3 separate regions of the Zea mays genome follow, and regions 1 and 2 are each linked to region 3. Evidence: chromatin contacts called from public Hi-C data. All regions are on one chromosome and are shown on one strand. Each heading gives the region's core, a stretch centred on a gene start, on an enhancer-like site or on the middle of the called end of the contact. The rest is flanking DNA. Distances are from core to core; before and after follow the strand shown. Region 1 has its middle 44 kb from the start of LOC100191730. Region 2 holds the start of LOC100191730 (IAA-amino acid hydrolase ILR1-like 6). Region 3 has its middle 3.8 kb from the start of TRNAE-CUC.

Evidence for each region. Hi-C and Micro-C count contacts between places; a contact is called where the count stands out from the background.
Region 1: a contact with region 3 is called in a Hi-C map of bundle sheath, with 3 times the contacts expected there. The contact joins two enhancer-like sites. A contact is called at or near these places in 5 of 25 Hi-C or Micro-C datasets (bundle sheath, ear, leaf and 1 more) and 1 of 3 datasets of contacts at active chromatin or transcription factors (leaf).
Region 2: a contact with region 3 is called in a Hi-C map of leaf, with 4 times the contacts expected there. The contact joins the promoter of LOC100191730 here to the enhancer-like site in region 3. A contact is called at or near these places in 10 of 25 Hi-C or Micro-C datasets (bundle sheath, ear, endosperm and 3 more) and 1 of 3 datasets of contacts at active chromatin or transcription factors (leaf).

What each region holds. Positions count from the first base shown.
Region 1 is chr5:53,322,079-53,325,357 of Zm-B73-REFERENCE-NAM-5.0, forward strand. No RefSeq gene overlaps it. Among protein-coding and RNA genes, the nearest start is that of LOC100191730, 44 kb to the right of the region's middle. Within about 2 kb of position 1,448, at least 14 of the 20 cell types and tissues checked have an H3K27ac peak or open chromatin away from gene starts, as enhancers often do. A contact at or near this core is called in bundle sheath and leaf, where this site is marked.
Region 2 is chr5:53,366,348-53,369,548 of Zm-B73-REFERENCE-NAM-5.0, forward strand. LOC100191730 (IAA-amino acid hydrolase ILR1-like 6) reads left to right here and starts at 1,815. Exons shown (of 3, transcript NM_001399189.1): 1 at 1,815-2,471. The coding sequence starts at 1,995.
Region 3 is chr5:53,191,593-53,195,216 of Zm-B73-REFERENCE-NAM-5.0, forward strand. No RefSeq gene overlaps it. Among protein-coding and RNA genes, the nearest start is that of TRNAE-CUC, 3.8 kb to the left of the region's middle. Within about 2 kb of position 2,014, at least 8 of the 20 cell types and tissues checked have an H3K27ac peak or open chromatin away from gene starts, as enhancers often do. A contact at or near this core is called in bundle sheath and leaf, where this site is marked.

The sequences.
Region 1 (3,279 bases), core at 198-2,697, 130 kb after region 3:
ATGTAATGGGGTAGTTGTTAGCTAGAGACAGACCAAAAGAGCACTTAGCATTATATCCTTTTAAGTGTTCCCACACCAGCAACGCTAATAAGCGTATCCTGTTTCTCTTTGTGAATGCACGTCTTGTGAATGTCCACCATAGCAGCCAGCGTTGTGCTCATGCACATCGTGTAAGCATCCACGAAAAGCATTGTGCTGATGAGTGCTTCACACATCTTACCTTTGAGTGCTAACATTTTAGAGGACCCGTCAGATGAAATAATGTCACCAAAAGCAAGCCTTAGATTATCTAGTCCCGTAGAAATCTGTCCAGGAAACTTATGATATTCTACCACAAAACCAAGCACTTGTCTAAGGGGATGTATGGACCTTCTTGTATATAAAATTATAAGGGAGAATTGTTGAACGAACCCAGCTCATCCTTGATAAGTGACTTTTAGCTAAGATTGGCTGCCACCGAACACCAAATCTATGGCTTGTTCATTTGTACACATTTACAAAAAAATGAAATGAGCCATTTGGTGGGAGGCCGAATACAATCTTTCATGAGATTTAATGAGGGCGTCCAGATCAATATATGCATGACCCGTAGCTGATTCCGCAACCAGAATTATAATCGCGGCTAAACAGGGCATCTTTCTTTGTCCATCGAAGTGAAACCAAAAAAAAAAAAGGACATAGCTTTCAACCTCTGTTTGCTGGTAATAAAGAGAAAGGTAAGCAAGTGCATAATTCTTTTTTTTTTCATGCCAGAGTGCTCAGTATTTCAGTACAAAACCTTGTTCTACTGAAGAAACGCAACAAGGACTGGCAGGATATTGGTAAAAACCAAAAAAAAATTTGCTGAGTATTAAGGCCCGCTGATCAGTTTTAAAGGCAACTCGCCCTTGGAATAATAAAATAAGCAGTTTTCTCAACTTGCTTCTTAAAAAAACGATCCGTACTTAGTCCCCGTTTGGTTAGAGAGACTAATCTTTAGTCCCTAGTTTTTAGTACTGTTTAGTCTGTATTTTACCAAACGGAAGGACTAAAGTAGGAACTAATTGGCTTTAGTCTTTAGTCCCTCACATGGGTACTAAAAAGGGACTAAAGGGCAACATTTACTCTAATTACCCTTTCTAGAAAAGGGTGTCAAACAAAAAAAGGACATTTTAGTTTTTATGTGCTGTATTTAATGTATTTAGAGTCTGTTTAGTCCCTACAACCAAACATGATACAGATTAAAATTTAGTCCCTAGAATAAACTTTAGTCTTAGGACTAATAGAAACAAACGGGCCTTTACTGACCTCTGCAAAGTTGTGCATAATTAGTAATCCACGGAAGGAAAAGATGCTGGCCACCCTGCTCGCTCGCTCGCTCGTCGGCCGGTTTGGCCGCTCTCTTCTCTATTGACGGCGCAGTGTAAAATATGATCCCCTTCTCTCTCGTGCACTGCGTACCTGCTGGCGTGTGGTGTGGGGTGGTGTGTCAGGATCAGAGGGGAGTCACAGACACAGCTCAAGCGCCCCCGCCTGCCTGCCGCCGCCTGGCCGCGGCCAGCCTATCCACCCAGTCAACCCATGGCCACGGAGCACCCGCCGGCCGGATTCTCTGTCGTCCGTCCACGGAGGTGCGAGAGAGACGCCGGACAAGTACGCGCATGACTGCCGACGGCGACGGCGGCGGCCGTGATCAGCTCCAGTGCCGACCAATTAATACTAGTAAATAGTGGCCGCCGACCCGTCGCTACCATTGGCGCGCGCGCGCAGCTATCTAAGCGGCGGTTGGGGATGCCCTTTTCAGAGTTCCTTTCTTTATTTATTTATTATTTATTTATCTATAAACATATCATCCATTCATCCGCATTCCATTTCGCCGCGTGGTGAATGTGCTCCTTGTGGTGCGGCGACGGATCGAGAGGCGACTTCCCGAACCGGTCCGGACGGCGCCGCCGTCCTTCCGGATCCCGTCGTGTCGTCGTCAACCTTGCTGTGGCGCGCCGCGCACGCACCCACCGATGGAGAGGAGGAAGAGGATAACGGGTGGCATGGGTGGCGAACCCATCGACTCACCCAGCGATGCAAACGCTCGGGAGCACGCCAAACTGCCGAGTTGGATCGGAGTAACTGTTGAATAATTAGACAAATTCTAGATTAAATTTCGAATAGAAATCATGACAAAATGAGAAGTACTAAAATAAAAAGTTAAATCAGATGATGCGAACTGATTAGACATAATAATAAATGGCGCGCGCCGGAATCAGTAGGGTTGTCACACCCGAATTTTTTGCATTTTAACCCTTCATCGAAAACAATATCACGTTTGGACCCTAAAAAATTTTAATGTCATTTTTGGACCCTTTGCTCGGCGCCATAACCTATGGCGCCGAGGTAACACAGCTCGGCGCCATAGGCTATGGCGCCGAGGTACGTGCTGCGTTGGCACAACCCGAACTCCGTGGCGCCGATGTGGTACCGAGCTCGGCGCCAAGATCTATGGCGCCGAGCTTGGTTATATAATCATAAAGTCTGTCTAGCTCAGTTGGTATAGTGTAGGACTCTTAACCTTATGGTCATAGGTTCAAGTCCCATGATTTGGCGTTCAATACTTTTTATTTTGTCACTGATTTGTTTTTTTTTTGTCCACATTATTGTTCCTAGGACTAGATGATGAAACGTGCGCTGATTTATATTGGAAACTAGACATTTTAAAAATCTGTGCCAGCATAGTTACTATTTTGACGAAATTCAAATGTGTGTTATATATAAACTTTCTAGTTCAAAAAGAAGAAACGTTAAATAAATCACATCACCGACACTTCTGATAGACTTGAAGGAATTAAGATCCAAGCTTTGAAACTGTAATTCTATTGGTGGCTAGTGTCGTTCAACCTTTGCACGATGGTTAAGTGGAAAAAAACGCACGATGGCCTATTTGGAATGCAGGATTATTATATAAATCAATACATGAATTTTGTAGTCTCACCAATTTGATTTTATACAAAAGCACATGAAGAAAAAAAACTATTCCCATATTCCTGTGTTAGGATTAGGACTCGACATATAGGCCTTTTATTTTTTACCTTTTCGAATATTGAAAACCAACTCCAAGAAAAATATTTTGTTCACTCAAAATCTTTCAAGCCACGTTGCTAACGAATCCACATAAATATTCGGTTACCCCACATATAGAAATTATTAGGTGCCAATCCCATCTAGAAAAGAGAAAAAGCTGTATGAGAGTAATAATTTCCAGATGCATGTGTACTGATCCTAACACAGGAATATGACAATAGTTTT
Region 2 (3,201 bases), core at 565-3,064, 170 kb after region 3:
CTTAAGTGGTCTTGTTATATTGTCTACCACTTATAAACAACGTACAAACTTCTGAAGCCTCGTAGCCTAACTCGTTGCCTCATAACATGTCACACACTAAACAAACATTATCGCTAATACAATGATAGTTTGTTTTGAGCTTTCCCACGATATATCTTCTGCTACGAGTGTGAATATATAACATAACATGTACTTTCTATCTTTTTCAGATCTTGCATAATCTGAGCCTGAGTAACATGTACTCGATTTCATATGTGTTAACATGACGTCTTTTATTCGCTTCACACAAATATAACGGATAAAAAACAATAGAAAGTTTCTCAAGCCCCATCGGTAATTTAAGCTAAGACCTTAATAAGTATGTAGTAGAAGGGGATGTTTGGTTTATAGAGACATAGGTGTAGTTCAAAAAAAGGTGAAAAGAGACATAGGATAGTTGACAAACTTATAACAACCTTTAATTACTTGTGCATAGTAAATTCATCTATAAAAATATTACTAGTATCTATTTGACACAGGATTCCAGAGAAAAAGCATGAGTTGGATGCATTTATCAAGACAAATAATTATCAAGACAAATAAACGGTGTTGGCAAATTTATGGCAGGAAACACTAAGTATCAGAAAACTTGGCTTGCCTGTATATGTTTTACCGCCAGAAAGAAAGAACGCAGACGATTATGTTATTAACAATGAATCTCTTAAGGGTGTGTTCGTTTGTTTGTTCTGGAATTATAACCTAGAACCAATCTAACCAGAAATGTTTACCTAATTTGTATAAGCGTTGATCACGTGGAATCATTCCTAGCCTCAATCCTGAACAAACGAACGCACTCTAAAACTAGTTTGGAAACCTAAATTTTTTCATAGGATTTTCATTTTTCAGAAAAAAATTAGTTTATTTTATTTTGAAAAAAAATAAAAATTGCTTGAAAAAAAATCAAGTTTTCTAAACTACCCCTTAAAAACTATTTCGGGTTTGTTCGGTTCTACTTCAATCCATATGAATTGAGAGGGATTGAGAGAATTTTAATCTTTATTAAATTAAAAATCTTTCTGATTCATATTAATTCCCTCCAATCGATGTGCATCCAAAATAACCGAATAAACCCACCGTCGCGAGACATTCGTGGCCTCCACACCGCACCGCACTGTACTTGAGAATTGAGTATTCATCAGGCTTGAATGCTGAAAAGCCGTCAGTGCACGCCGAGCTGTGCTGCGCCTGCCTGCGCCACCGCCTACATCATCCGCTTGCCTCACCTAGTCACCTGTGACCCGAGCTTTCAAAAAAAAAAAAACACGTCACCTGCCTCCGTCATTCGCAGCAGTTGCAGGCTTACGGCCGCTCAGAGCAACAAATCCAGACCGTCCGTGGCCTGCTGCACCTGGCGCTGTGCTTTTCTTTTGCCGAGACGAACATTTCTTTTTGGATATTATTAGAAAAAAACGCTACCATGATTATTGATTAGTGTTACTGGATTAGTATCACTGGAATTCTGACAGCTCCCACAAGAAAAAAAAGGCCTGAGTTGAGCTGAGTACCAAGTACCCTACTACAAGATTACTACACGACAGCAGAATGCCACTGGATGAATGCTGACGGTTGGTCGCAACATGGGACGCTACACAAATCTATCAGGGAGGGGCGTCACAGGCGTTACCACTAGGCGTCGCCCACTGATGCGTCACTGTCAGCGCGGGCCCGTCCCGGCGCTAATAATGCCAGTAGGGTCGAGTGGTTTACAATGATTCCGCCACGAGCCGAATTGAATCGGAAAGGTGACACTGGCAGCCGCAGACAGGGAGAGCCCCCACCTAGACGACGCGCGGAAAAAAAATCAGCCACTGCCGTCGCCCGGCCTGGCCGCGCAATTTAATCCCCGCCATTCCTCCACCTCCCTCCATTTTGCCGCCGCTGCCGCTCCAGCACCAGCCTGCTCCGGCGCAGCACCTCAGCCCAGGCGCCCATCGCTTCGCCAGTCTCATACGGCCATGGACCGCGGCGGCCACGCGGCGCTGCTGCTGCTGCTGCTGGCGCTGGCGGTGATCCCCGTGACGGGCGCCGCCGGCGCGGCGTTCCTGGAGGAGGACGCGATCCTGGGCGCCGTGGAGCGCGCGATGATGCGCGGCGGCGGGGGGAAGGGCGCCGCGACCGCGAACGCGAGCGGGAGGCACCAGCACCGGCGCCAGCGCTACGGCGTGGGGGCGCCGTGGAGGGAGGAGATCGCGGGGCTGGCGGGGCGGCCCGAGCTGGCGGCGTGGCTGCGCTCGGTGCGGCGCCGGATCCACGAGCGCCCCGAGCTGGCGTACGAGGAGGTGGAGACCAGCCGCCTGGTCCGCGACGAGCTGGGCGCGCTGGGCGTCGGGTTCCGCCACCCCGTCGCGCGCACCGGCGTCGTCGCCACGCTCGGCACCGGCCGCCCGCCCGTCGTCGCGCTCCGGGCCGACATGGACGCGCTGCCCATCCAGGTACGTGCGCGTGCGTGCGTGCGTGTCAGCGTGTGCCGGCATGGACGTACGTACGTTCGTGATGCTCACCACCCCCATGCGCGTAGCAACCCTTCAACGAACTAGTATTCTCGATCTCTCTTCGTCTGATTCGAACCCGTTTTTCGAAATCTGAGACGGGCGAGAAGAAGAGACGTCATTCGGAGGCGCGGCAAAACAATTATTTCCTTGACGATTCAAATGGTCCCCCACGCGAGCCACGAAATCCCTGCACAATTCAGCTCATGCGGTTGCTATAACACACAGACACACCGGCCGCCCTCTGTGCGTTGGATGAGATGAGATGGCGCACACCATGGTTTTTGGTTTATTAATATGTTTGGTTTAAGGAAAAGGAAAGAGGTAGTCCGTCGTCTTTTTTACTCTCACTTTCTTGTTTGGTTTGTGAAATTAAATGTGTTGATCCATCGTTATTTCATTTCTCGTAGATTAATAATTATTAATAATACGAGGAATACATTCATTCCACCAATTTGCTTTTGAAATAAACTCATGATGTACCACCTTATCTATAATGGATTAGTTTTTTTTCAAGCCAAACACCTCCTAAATACTCCTATATTCAGAACAAACTTGCACTGTGCTAATGTACCACGATACTTAGGTTAGCAACGCACCATGATTACTTTTATTAAGTTGCATTCACCAACCAATTTAACCTAAAAAACTTAAGGTGATGGGAGCTGAATAA
Region 3 (3,624 bases), core at 764-3,263:
AGCAATTGTTGCCATCCCAACAACCTGGGCCATGCCGTAATTTCTACCTTACTTATTCAAACAATCTCCTCCTAAAGACTACGCTAACTTTACAATGCCGATCTCATGACGGAGCTCCTGGAAGCGAATGCGCCCGAGCGCCTTTCTAAGCAGCTGTTGTTCAGTCCCGACGAACTCAACGTCGATTAGCTTCCTGTCGCAGCATTCCCGAATGAAATGGAACTTCACATCTATGTGTTTGCTCCGGTCATGATGCACATGATTCTTCATCAATGCGATGGCGGACTTGTTGTCCACCTTGAGCTTAGGTCGCTCCTCCGACGAGCTCAGCTAGCAATCGAGCCAACCAAACTGCCTCGCACGCAGCTCCAGCAGCCGCGATGTATTCTGCCTACCATGAAGACAAGGCAACCACCTTCTGCCGACTGCCATGCAATCGGTCCTCCTGCAAGGAAAAAAATGAGCCCGCTGGTGCTCTTCTGATCGTTGATGTTACCAGTGAGATTATCGGAGTACCCCAGCAACTTCGAAGTGCCTTCATTCTTTCTTCCTAGATGATAGTGCAGACCCCAATGCACCGTACCTGCCACGTAGCGAAAAATGTGTTTGACAGCAACGAGGTGCTCTTCTCAGGCGCTTCCATGAACCGGATGAGGTACCCTACTGCATATGCTAGGTTCGGCCTGGAGTTGCACAGGTACCTCAAGCTGCCGATCAAGCTGCGGTATTCGGTGGCGTCCACGCTCGGTGTTTCACCATCCTTGAGTAGCTTCAGCTTCATCTCCATGGGCGTGGCACTCGAGTTACACCCAGCCAGCCCCGCCTTCTCAAGAATCCTTGTTGCGTAGGCGCTCCGCCGGAGTGTGATGCCATTAGGCCCTTGCGTGACCTCCAGTCCAAGGTAGTAGGACAAGAGGCCGAGGTCACTCATGCGGAATGTGTTCATCATCTGCACCTTGAACTTGTTCACTGCACCTGCATCACCTCCAGTAATGATTAGATCGTCGACATACACGCCTACGATCAAGCGCGCGACTCCTTTTCCACGGGTATACATCCCATGTTCGTTGATGTAGCGAGCGAAGCCGAGCCCCATCAACGAGGCGTCTAGCTTCTGGTTCTAGGCCTGTGGAGCCTGACGGAGTCCGTACAACGCCTTATGGAGTCGAAGCACCTTGTGCTTGTTCTTGCCATTGACGAACCCTGGGGGCTGTTGAACGTACACCTCCTCCTGGAGTTCACCGTTCAAGAACGCTGACTTCATGTCCATATGGTGAACGCCCCAGCCATAGAGCGCAGCGATGGCAAGAAGCAGTCGCACAGATTCGAGTCGAGCGATTGGTGCGAAGACCTCGTCGAAGTCGATGCCAGGTTGTTGTACGTAGCCTTAGGCGACGAGGCAGGCCTTGTACTTGACAATGTTGCCATTCTCATCACACTTCACTTTGTACACCCATTTGAGTCCTATGGCGTGGTGACCACGTGGGAGCTCAACCAGCGACCACGTCTTGTTGTCGCGGATCGAGGACAACTCGTCCTCCATCGCGGCAACCCAATTTGGATCACTGTCGGCCTCCTTCAAAGTTCTGGGCTCCTCCATGCTCACGGTGTGTAGTTCAGCCTCCTCGACGTCGTGGTGCACCAGCCCGGGTGCTGCACCAACGCTATGGATGTTGTCCAGCATCCGATACTGGAGCTCCCTCCTCCCTTCATCAGCCTCAAAATTCAGGTCAGTGGTGAGCGGCATTGCGAACTCGATGCGTGGCCCGGCAGCAGGTGTTGCTGGTAGTGGAGTCTCGGTTCGTGGAGCAGGCGATGGTGAGGTTGGTGCAGATGACGTCGTAGGTCCGTTTGTAGAAGGTGGTGCGCCCAGTGAAGACGGTACGGTGTGCCCGGCAAAGGCAAACTGGGCACAACCACCTCGACGCGGCTCCGGCTCCTTGGGTCATAGTCATACTCCATCGTGAAGGAGTCGTCGCTGTCCGCTGTCGACGCTTCTCCCCAATCCCAGCATGCGCCCTCATCAAAGACGGTGTCGCGTGAGACATGAACAGGCTTGGTGATAGGGTCGTAGAAACAGTATGCCTTTGACCTGTCCTGATAGCTGATGAAGACGACTTTCTACCCGCGGTCATCAAGCTTGCTGAGGTGTGGATGCAGGTTCTTGATGTAGGCAAGGCACCCGAACACCTTGAGGAAGTGCACGGGCGGTTTCTTCTTGTACCACGCATGGTACGGTGTCAGCCCATTAAGCGCGCTGGTGGGCACCTGGTTTAGGAGGAAGATAGCGATGTGCACTGCCTCTCCCCAAAAATGTCCCGGCATACGACACGCACGCAGGATGCTCCTTGCCGTGTTCACAACCATCTGGTTTCGACGCTCGACAACGCTGTTTTGCCGTGGCGAGTACGGCGTCGAGAAGTGTTGATGAATCCCCTCTCCTGCATAGTATTTGCCAAACTGCACAGACGTGAGCTCACCACCATTGTCGGTATGAAGTACCTTCGTCTTCTTGCTGGTTTCGCGCTCGACATGCGCCTGGAATGCCATGATCGCTGTCGGTGCATCTGCCTTCGAGCGCAACAGCGTGAGCCACATGTAACGGCTCATGTCGTCGACCAGGAGAAGGAAGTAGGCATTCCCGACCGGTGTTGATGGCGAGATCGGACCACAGAGGTCACCATGTACAAGTTCGAGCTCCTCCTCAGCCCGGTACTTGACAGCCTACAGAAACGGTGTCCTCTTTTGCTTCACCAGTACGCAGTCCTCGTAGACCTACTCGATGTGGTCGATCGCCAGCAGCCCCTTCACCATCTCATCGCGCCTGAGGTTGCACTGTGCTTGGAAGTTGAGGTGGTCATAGCGCTCGTGCCAGCGCCACACCATGTCACCGACCCGTGCGGTGAGGCACACCGGGGCAACAACGTTCAAGTCGAGGAAGTAGAGCCGGCTTGGTGAACGGTGCACCTTCGCCAACAGCTGCCGTTGCAGGTCATAGAGGCATAGGATGCTGGGCTCGATGTCGACCTTGAACCCGTCCTCATCCATCTGGCCAAGGCTCACGATGTTGGTGGTGAGATGTGGGATGTAATAGACCCCATCAAGTCGATGGTGCTCGTCGGTCTTGCATGCGAAGAGGACGGTGCCTTTGCCCTCGATGTCGACCACCGAGTCGTCGCCAAATTTTACGGTGCCGGTGACGCTGGTGTTCAGCTCGGCGAAGACTGCACGCGTCCCCATCATGTGGTTCGTCGTGTCGGTGTCAAGCACCCAGCGATGAGATCCCCGGCCTCCTTTTCTTCCTCGCTGAGGTGGAGGAGAACCTTGCGCTCGATGAGGTGGACGCAGGCTTGTGGTTCAGCAGTAGGTGACGACGACCTGAGGTGTGAGCATGACATGGGCAGCGCAGTTACCTCAGTTTCCGCGGCGATGTACATCAGCGCATGCTCGTCCTCCTCGGCCTGTGTGACATGAGCCACACCCTTCTTCTTTCCACAGTAGTCCTTAGCTAAGTGGCCCATTTTGCCACAATTATCACAACGGTTGCCGCGTGGTGGCCTTCCGTCACCGGCGTTCCTAGTGGCGGCGCTCTTACTATCGTGGCCATCCCGTGACGAGGATCCA